Regions from separate parts of the Mus musculus genome. Here region 1 is linked to region 2. The links are chromatin contacts, called in public HiChIP or PLAC-seq maps. All regions are on one chromosome and are shown on one strand. Each heading gives the region's core, a stretch centred on a gene start, on an enhancer-like site or on the middle of the called end of the contact. The rest is flanking DNA. Distances are from core to core; before and after follow the strand shown.

What was found. HiChIP or PLAC-seq counts read pairs in DNA pulled down with a chosen protein or histone mark.
Region 1: an H3K27ac HiChIP or PLAC-seq map of extraembryonic endoderm stem cells shows a contact between it and region 2. The contact joins two enhancer-like sites. A contact is called at or near these places in 1 of 39 promoter capture datasets (embryonic stem cells), 5 of 484 Hi-C or Micro-C datasets (embryonic stem cells, nephron progenitors and trophoblast stem cells), 5 of 115 datasets of contacts at active chromatin or transcription factors (embryonic stem cells, extraembryonic endoderm stem cells and pancreatic cancer cells) and 2 of 9 other capture datasets (adipose tissue and pancreatic islet).

Annotation. Positions count from the first base shown.
Region 1 is chr5:33,814,742-33,819,069 of GRCm38.p6, reverse strand. No RefSeq gene overlaps it. Among named protein-coding and RNA genes, the nearest start is that of Gm52782, 9.1 kb to the left of the region's middle. Within about 2 kb of position 2,504, at least 9 of the 459 cell types and tissues checked have an H3K27ac peak or open chromatin away from gene starts, as enhancers often do. A contact at or near this core is called in extraembryonic endoderm stem cells, where this site is marked.
Region 2 is chr5:33,703,122-33,707,477 of GRCm38.p6, reverse strand. No RefSeq gene overlaps it. Among named protein-coding and RNA genes, the nearest start is that of Fgfr3, 16 kb to the left of the region's middle. Within about 2 kb of position 1,682, at least 73 of the 459 cell types and tissues checked have an H3K27ac peak or open chromatin away from gene starts, as enhancers often do. A contact at or near this core is called in extraembryonic endoderm stem cells, where this site is marked.

The DNA.
Region 1 (4,328 bases), core at 1,255-3,754, 110 kb before region 2:
GTTCTGTAAGGAGCGTGTATTTGAATTTTCCTGGATGGTATTTGGCGCTGTTCTCTTCCTGTTCTCTCTGAGCTTTCATAAGCCCACTTCCGTACACAACCTCACCCAGGGGCTCCTGACTATTATGTTCTAGTACTCCCAGGCAGAAAAGGGGCCTGGATGGGACTCCATAGGTAGAATCCTGAGGAGAAAGCAATTCATCCACTAAGGTTTGCATACTTCTCACAGCAGGCTCCCAGACCATCCAAGTCAAGATTTTCAGTCTATAGGTCACTGTTTAGATGCTCTGGCAGTCTCGGAGTTCTGAGACTATCAGAGGAGATACTCTCTTGGAGAGAATTTGGCGGGACTCAAATCCCAGGTGGACCCTGAGTGGAACAGCAACAGCACAGCTAACTTCTCTTTGGTCTCTCCAAGGCTTGTCCCTTCTCTAAAGACTCCACATTCGAGCTGTATTTTCCTGCCTGGAGCCTGGAGTCCTGAAAAAGCTCAGTCTGCTCTTCTGCTGCTCCATGTGTCCACTTGTCTGCCTGCTTCTCCAGGCCTCATGGAACTTTGTAAAAGCTGCTGCCAAAGATAGGCCCAGGCCCCTTCGTCAAAAAAAAAAAAAAAAAAAAAAAAAAAAAAAAAAAAAAAAAAAAAAAAAACCTGAGACCCCCTACTATGCCTAGGGTCCCCTAGGGGCCAGGCTCATTGCTGTTTCCATGGAGATGTGTGCACTCTGACCCCAGTCTTTCTCTGTCCCAGGCCAAATAAAGAGGGCTTCCAAGTGGAAATGCAGCTTGGGCTGCCCCTCCTCCCATGCCCTAGGTGGCCCCGGTCTCCAAAGAGGGGCTTGGGGAAAGGCCCGGAACCAAGGCAGAACCACGAAGGACCTCCTACTCCCAAACTCCCCAGAACCGGTCATTCTGCTTTCCAAACCCAAGAGTGACTTCCCCAGGCCTCCAGCTGAGGTCCCACCCAGGCAAAGGCCACTGGAATTCCCTAGGAATGATCTTGGATTCTTGGGCAGCACTGCAAGGCTTTTCTATTTACCTAGGGTCCCTATCAGATAAAAACTACACAGGACAAAGATGTGGTTAAGAACCCTCTTCTCACAAGCCCTGACTCAGAGGCCTAAGGTATCTGTCACTGGGGTCCAGTTGTTACTTCCAGGTACAAACCACCAGCCCAGAACAGCTATAGACCCCATCTTTCACCAAGGACACTCCCTAGGGTGATAACCCATCAGAGCTCTTGAGACAGCCAACATCCAACACTGGGTATCGTTCAGAAAAACTACACCTTCTTCCAGCTCTTAGGTGAGAGACTACTTTTTGTTCTAATTTTTAAAAAAAGATTTATTTTATTCTTAATAGGTTATAGCGGTACATGCCTTCAACCCCAACATTTGGGAAGCAGGGACAAGCAAGTTTCTGTGAGTTTAAGGCCGGCCTGGTCTTCAGTGCTTGTTCCAGGAGACCCAAGGCTGTCAACATAGAAAAATTCTGTCTTGAGGAAAAAAAAATATTTTATGTGTACGCGTATGGGTATCTATATAAGAGTGCAGGTGCCAGAGGAGGCCGGAGGTTCTGGCATCTAAAGCTGGAGTCATGGGCTGCTCTCAGCCACCTGTTGTGGGTGCGGAGAACTCAACTGAGGTCTTCTGTAAGAGCTATATACAATCTTAACCACTCAGCCATCTCTCTCGCTGTTTATTTTTATTTTTTAATTTTACACATATGACTGCTTTGCCTGCCTGTATGTAATTGTGCCATGTGCATGCCTGGTACCTGCAGAAGTCAGAAGAGGTTGTGTAGAAATAGAGTTAAGATGGTTGAGGACCATCATGTGGGTGCTGGAAATCAAACTCCAGTCCTGTGCAGTCCTCCTTCCTTTTCATTTGCTCACTTGTTTTGTTTGAAGACAGTCTCACTATGTAGCCTAGGCTGGCCTCTAGCGCTCACACATTCCAGGGCTGAGATCACAGATAAGCCCAGCAGGCCTGTCCCCAAAGTCTTCTGTGATACCCTTCTAGTCTTAGCTGGATCCCCGCTCTAGGTGTTCATCTTCAGGTAGTTTTACCTTTGGATTTAGACAGCTGGTTTCCTCATTGTTGGTTTCTTAGACTGCACAACTGAAAGTTAGTGGTTTACAATTGTAAGGATGGAGCTCCAGAACCTGGGTGGGGCTTTCCTGCTGCTTCCCAGCTACCTGGTGGTTACCTACAATCTGCAGCTCCTGTGAACATCATGACCTCTGCTTGTGTTTTCATGCGGCCTTTTCTAGTCTGTCTATCCCTGATTCTGATTTTTCTTCTGATGACTACAGTAGCCTACATCTGCCAGGGCCTTAATTTCCAAGTAAGGTCACAATGACAGGTTCCCTGGTTAATTATTGAAAATACCTTTGAAGGAACACAATTACACAATTCAAACCCATGGTTAGTCAGGATGTTGGGACTCTGTAGAGTTGTGGCCATAATCAGTATTGTTTCTCTAGGCCCCAGAGGAAAGGGTGACAGATAAGGGCCACACCCCGCAAGCTCTAACTCTTGCCTGCCTGTTCTTACTAGAAGAAGGGTCTGGTATGTGCCATCCCAGACACACAAAGTATGCTCACTTTTCTCAAGCACGTGGCCTGAACAGTGTAGGGCACAGACAGGCCAAGCAGCAAACTCCTTCAGTTTGGTTAAGGAATAATGGAGAAAGGCCTATGAGATGTGAGGACACCCACCAAGCCACAAGAACAACTTAAGGATAAGTGGGGACCTTAAGGGAACAGCTCTAGCCGTGCTAATGAATCAGTCTCCTACACAGGTCCCACCACAGGGGTTCCACCGATTTCAGGCATTACCATTTATGGTCTGCTCCACCCATCACCTGGCCACACCCTTTGAGAGAGTGAAGAACAGTTCTTTCAGGTCAAACTGTGTGTGGGCATTCCCCGCGGCCCACTCACTGTTTGATTTTGCAGTGTTGGATTACTTCAAAGAAGGGAGCCTGGGCCTAGCTCCCCTGCTCTGTCCACAGAATTGCCACAAGCTCAAGGATCAAATCAGAGCAGGGCCTGGGACCAGCACTGCCCACTCAGTCTGTTTTGCTTAAGAAATGGAGTTCAGGGCTGGTGACTGCTCTTCTAGAGGTCTTGAGTTCAAATCCCAGCAACCACATGGTGGCTCACAACTATCTGTAATGAGATCTGATGCCCTCTTCTGGGGTGTCTGAAGACAGCTACAGTGTACTTACATAAAATAAATAAATTAATTTAAAAAAAAAAGAAATGGAGTTCAATGCTAAAATAGCACTTCTTTTTTTGTTTGTTTGTTTGTTTGTTTTTGTTTGTTTGTTTGTTTGTTTGAGACAGGGTTTCTCTGTGTAGCCCTGGCTGTCCTGGAACCCACTTTGTAGACCAGGCTGGCCTCAAACTCAGAAATTCGCCGCCTCAGCCTCCCAAGTGCTGGGATCAAAGGTGTGCACCACCGCGCCCAGCTTGCACTTCTTGAGGCAGAGGCAGGCAGATTTTTGAGTTCCAGGCCAGCCTGGTCTACAGAGTGAGTTCCAGGACAGCCAGGGCTACACAGAGAAACCCTGTCTCGAAAAACCAAAAGAAAAGAAAGAAAGAAAGAAAGAAAGAAAGAAAGAAAGAAAGAAAGAAAGAAAGAAAGAAAATGACAGGGAGTTAAAATCCATACTAGCAGAAGGAAGATAACTAAGCCCCTCCTAATCTATGTGCTGTGAGCCACATTTTTCCAGACTAATGAGTAGCTTCAAACATTGAGTCCAAAAATTGAGATGGCTGGCCTGTGGATAGTGATTCAGATCACCCAGCCTGCCCCTCCCCTACCCCATCCAGGGCAGATTCCTGTGTTGCTCTTGTTTGGTTAGTTTCATTTTTGTTGTGTTTTATATTTTATTACATTATATTCAGTGCGAGTGTGCGTGTGTGTGCATGTACACTATGGCGAGCATGAGGAGGAGGTCAGAGGACAAGTAGAAGGAGGCAATCATCCCTTCTATTTGGGTCCCGGGAACTCTGGTGCTCAGGTACCTTTATCCATTGATCTCTCTTGGCCCTTGGTTTGTCTTTTAAGACAGGGTCTCACTATGAAGCCTTGGCTGGTCTGGAACGTACTCAGTAGACCAGGTTAGACTGGAATGCAGAGATCCACGTGCCTCAGTTCCTCAAGTGCTGGGGTTAAAGACTAAGCATCACCACCACCCAGCTCTTCTCTCTTAAATGTGTTTATGGGGATGGAGAGATGGCACAGTGGCTAAGTCACATACTACTCTTGCTGAGGACCTAAGTTCAGTTCCCAACACCCACGTCAGGCAGCTCACGACTGTCTG
Region 2 (4,356 bases), core at 433-2,932:
CAGTAAGCCTGGCTGCTGCTTGGCTCCTACCCAAAGCCCAGCCCAGCCAGATTGTGAAGAACGATGGCCTAGAAGGTGGCTTTTGGGCCCAGCCTACCAGAGGACACGACATTCCACTCTTCTGGTCCAGCTGACCAAGGATTTTTGTTTGTTTGTTTGTTTTGTTTTCCAAAGACATGTCTGATGAAGTGTCCTTTGAAGTAGACCATATGTGGCCACCCACACACAGAGGCCTGCAGGGATAAACCTGGCCAGGGCTTCCCAACAGTGCTCAGGCTAATGCCTGTAGCATATTCTAGGACCAACATCTTGTTAGCTACCACTAAATGACCCTTACTGCGTAGTGAGTGAGAGACAGAGAGAGACACAGAGAGAGAGAGAGAGACAGAGAGACAGAAACAGAGACAGACAGATAGACAGAGACAGAGAGACAGTCAGCTGGCTGGGTTTGGGTCTTGGTCTTCTGAGAAATCGGAACAAATGTGGTCCAGACTGGAACTTCACAGGCCTGTGTTTGTTGCAGGTCTCCTGGGCACCTGAGCACTAGCTCTCCCCACATCTCAGTCAGCTCTGTCTGTCTATATTCAGAAGTCATTCATTTACTTGCTGTGGAGTCCACAACCACCCCACAGCTGCCGTGGCCCCTGGGTTCACCTAAGCCATACTGGCTAAGACCTTGCTTGCCCTTATAGCCAGAGAGCCATGGCTAACCTGAAGCTCGGTCCCAGATTCCTTGTACAGGAAGTCTGGCTCAGTGATCCCCAGAAATGTCCCCACCCTCTTTTCTGTTGTCCCACTCTGAGAGTTAAGATGACCAGCAGGTAGTTCTATAGAGTCCTCCAGGCGATTCTGGAGCCAGGGGTGGTAGTAGAATGGGGTGCTGCTGAGAGCCTGTTAGGCGCTCCACCTAGCTTGCCTTTTCAACCTCTTATAACTTATTGTCACTCATTGACACAGGGGTGGCTGCCATGGCCATGTAGGATGGGTGCCAGACTGCCTGCCCCCAAACCTTACTCAGCTTATTATCAGAACCAGGACTTCCTGCAGCCCTACAGAGCCTCTGTACTTCCTGGTAACTGCCAGTCCCAGTTTCCTGATATCCTTCTGGTGTTTTGGCCCTGGCTGGCAGGAGAAGAAAGGCTGCACGTAGACTTACAAGACCAGCACTGCAGACAAAGCCAGGGCCAGTGCAGGCTCTGCCAGGGCATTTGAAAAGCTCATGGGCATGGCTCAGCTTAGTGTCTGGTCAGTATTTGGGATCAAAGGGCACAATACAGAGGGTAAGTCCAAGCCAAAACTGGGGTTCGGGCTTTTCAAGGCTCCAGCCAGCCTTATAGTCCTGCCCTCAAGCCACATGGACTTAGTGGGGCTAGTGTAGGAGCTGCCACTCTGCCCTTCATGGCTGCCTTGAAGACACCAAGCCTTGTTTGGGGTCCCAGGGACCTGGAGGTCCTGGGAAATATGGGCCAGAGGGTTGGCATTCAAACCTTGAATACTCAAATATGTGCGGGTGTTCCTAGTGCTAGGCAGGGACAGTTACTATACAGACCAGAGAAAGGGCCCCTGGTTTTGGTGGAGCTGAGGGGGGAGAACACGCAGAGCAAAGGAAAGCAGGGTCAGCTAGCCTGCCTTCAATAACAGGCTTTACACAGGGGCATGACATGATATGATTGAGGTTTCGAGAGCTCCCTAGCTGCTGGGTGGAAAGGGGCCAAGAGGGCAGAACCTGCAGTCAGCCAGATGGACGAGGCCCATGCTCGCTCGGGGACAGCCACAGGAGGTATGAGTGGGGTCCCCAAGAGCAGCCGTCATCAGTAACACCAGGGAGAGAGGGTGGGGACAGAGGAGGGGTCCTGAGTTGGGGGGCTGACAGCTCAATCCTGCCCGTCACTGCTCAATGGGCCCTTGTCCCCCTTCCATTGAGTGCTGCATTCCGGGCCCCCTGGAGACGGCCTGGCCACGGCCATCTCCGGGGAGGCAGGAATGCGGCAGGCGGGGCTGGAGCTGGGGGTGGGGGCTCCTGTTCTCACGCCCGGGGCCACTCTGGCCGACTCAATTGGAATTTAAATGCTGGCCATTGTTGTCCCGGGAATGGCCAGGAGTCAGCTCTGCCCTAGGGGCTTGGCCAGGCCTGGACTAGAGGGGCTAGCCAGCCCCACAGCCAGCCAGCCAGCTCCAACCAAACCCAGCCAGTCACTTCTGCAGGCTGATCCCCCACTCCTCCAGGCAGCCCTCCAGGGCAACTCCTACCCTCTTTCATAGCCTTCCAGCTTTGATGAGTTGGGGACAATAAGTTAGGGAGGTGCTAACTGTGGAGTCTGCTTTCCCATGCCCTACTATGGTCCTTCAGGAACCTTCAAGCATGAGTGGATAGAAGGACTAGGGACTGCATTGGAGACTTGAAAATCTGCTTGGCAGGAGCCTGGGTTGTGACCACTGTGAGATGGTGAGATGTCTTTATGTGCAGGCAGGGCATCTCAGGCCTTAACAGGGACCTGACCCAAGCTCAGCTGAAGTAAACCCAGGTTCCTAGAGAATGGCTTCCTGATCTGAGCTCAAAGTGGGGAGTCTGAGAAGAGAGGAAACATTCTGGCCTCTAATTCTGGAAGGCATCTTATTGAGGCCTCCAAGTCCTGCTGATTCACCACAGACCTCACTTCCACCAACACAGTCACCTCACCCCCCCCCCCAACCCCTTCCAGTTCCAAACAGAAACTGTGCATGGTAGACACCGGACTTTGAAGGACACACCAAGAACCATATGCAGGCCAACCAGCTCACTGTACCAGGTATGGGACTGTTCTCTCCCTACTGTACACATCACCTAGGATGACACTGGCCACACAAATCCAGGCCCCCATCAGCAGCATCCTTCTGTGGGTGAAGCCCCTGTGCCTTGGCCTCATATTCCAGACCTTCACAAAAGCAGCGTGAGCCTCTAGCGGGCCAACACATCCCCTCATCTCTGGGGACCTCTGAGAGCTGAGCCAGTTGATGGGAGCCTGGGGCTGCCTGCCCCCTGCCTTGCCCACCACCTCAGTCTCCTCTTCCTCCCTTGGACTTGATTCATTTATTTATTTGCTGACCCTCTGACGCCCCTGAAAGGGGCCCTTTGTCCAAGCAGACAATCATCGACACAAATAGAAAAGGAGCTGTGTTTGAGCAAAGTCTGGGGTGTGTTCGTGGGGGTGGGGGAGTGGTCCAGGCCGGAGGTGGGGCGCACAGCCAATGAGCAGGCTGCCAAGGGGGTCCCCCAGAACACCAACATATGCCTAGCCCATGCCAAGTCGTGAGCCTCTAAGAAGTGACCCATACTCAGGAGCCCTGACACAGATCCCTGCCGGCCCTGCTCCAGTCAGTCCTGTGAATGAGACAGAGAGAGAGAGAGAGAGATGCCAGAGGATGTGGCAGCTACGCTCACACAGGCTGGATAGGCTTGAGGCTCCATCCTCACAATGGCAGAGATGGGGTGAGTAAGAAGGAGACCCAGGAAATGATCCCATAGACAGGTCCCTGATTATTCTAGAATAGCCCCTGTAAGGGCCCAGGGACCTTGGCAAGTGCAAGGAATAGCAAGGAGAAAGAGAAAAGCTACCCTCAATCCCCAATTCCCCTACCACACACACACACACACACACACACACACACACACACACACACACACACAGACCTGCAACCGCTGGTGGACTAGAGAGAGAGAGAGAGAGAGAGAGCTCAACAGCTAAAATATTTGCTTGTTCATGCAAAGGACCAGGGTTTGGTTCCCAACACCCATAGTGGCTCACAATCTTCCATTATTCCAGTTTCAGAGGATCCAGTCTCTCTTCTGACCTCCTCATACTCCTGCATGAATGTGCTATATATACATACATACATATATACTCAAGCACACTTATGTTCATAAAATAAATTATTTCAAAAAATAATAAAAGGAAAACATGCTGATGTCGTGGCACAAACCTGAAATCTCAGCATTTGTGAAGTAGAAGATCAGGAGTTCAAGTTCAGCCTCACCACCTGAAGTACATGAAACTCTGTCTCAAACACACACACACACACACACACACACACACACACACACACACACGGAGCTCGGGGGGGGGGCAGGGGAAATGGCAGAAAGACATGACCTCACAATTTTTTGTTTGTTTGTTTGAAAAGAGGAGGGACAGGGTCTTATGTAGCCCAGGCTGTTCTCCAGCTTGCTGTAGCTGAGAAAAGCCCTGAACTCCTTCTTCCTGCCTCTATCTCCTGAGTACTAGAGTCACAGATGCTATGGTATCATACCCAGCTTATGTGGTGCTGGAGACAGGGCTTAGGGCCTCTATGCCAAACAAGCACTCTAGTAGCTGAGCT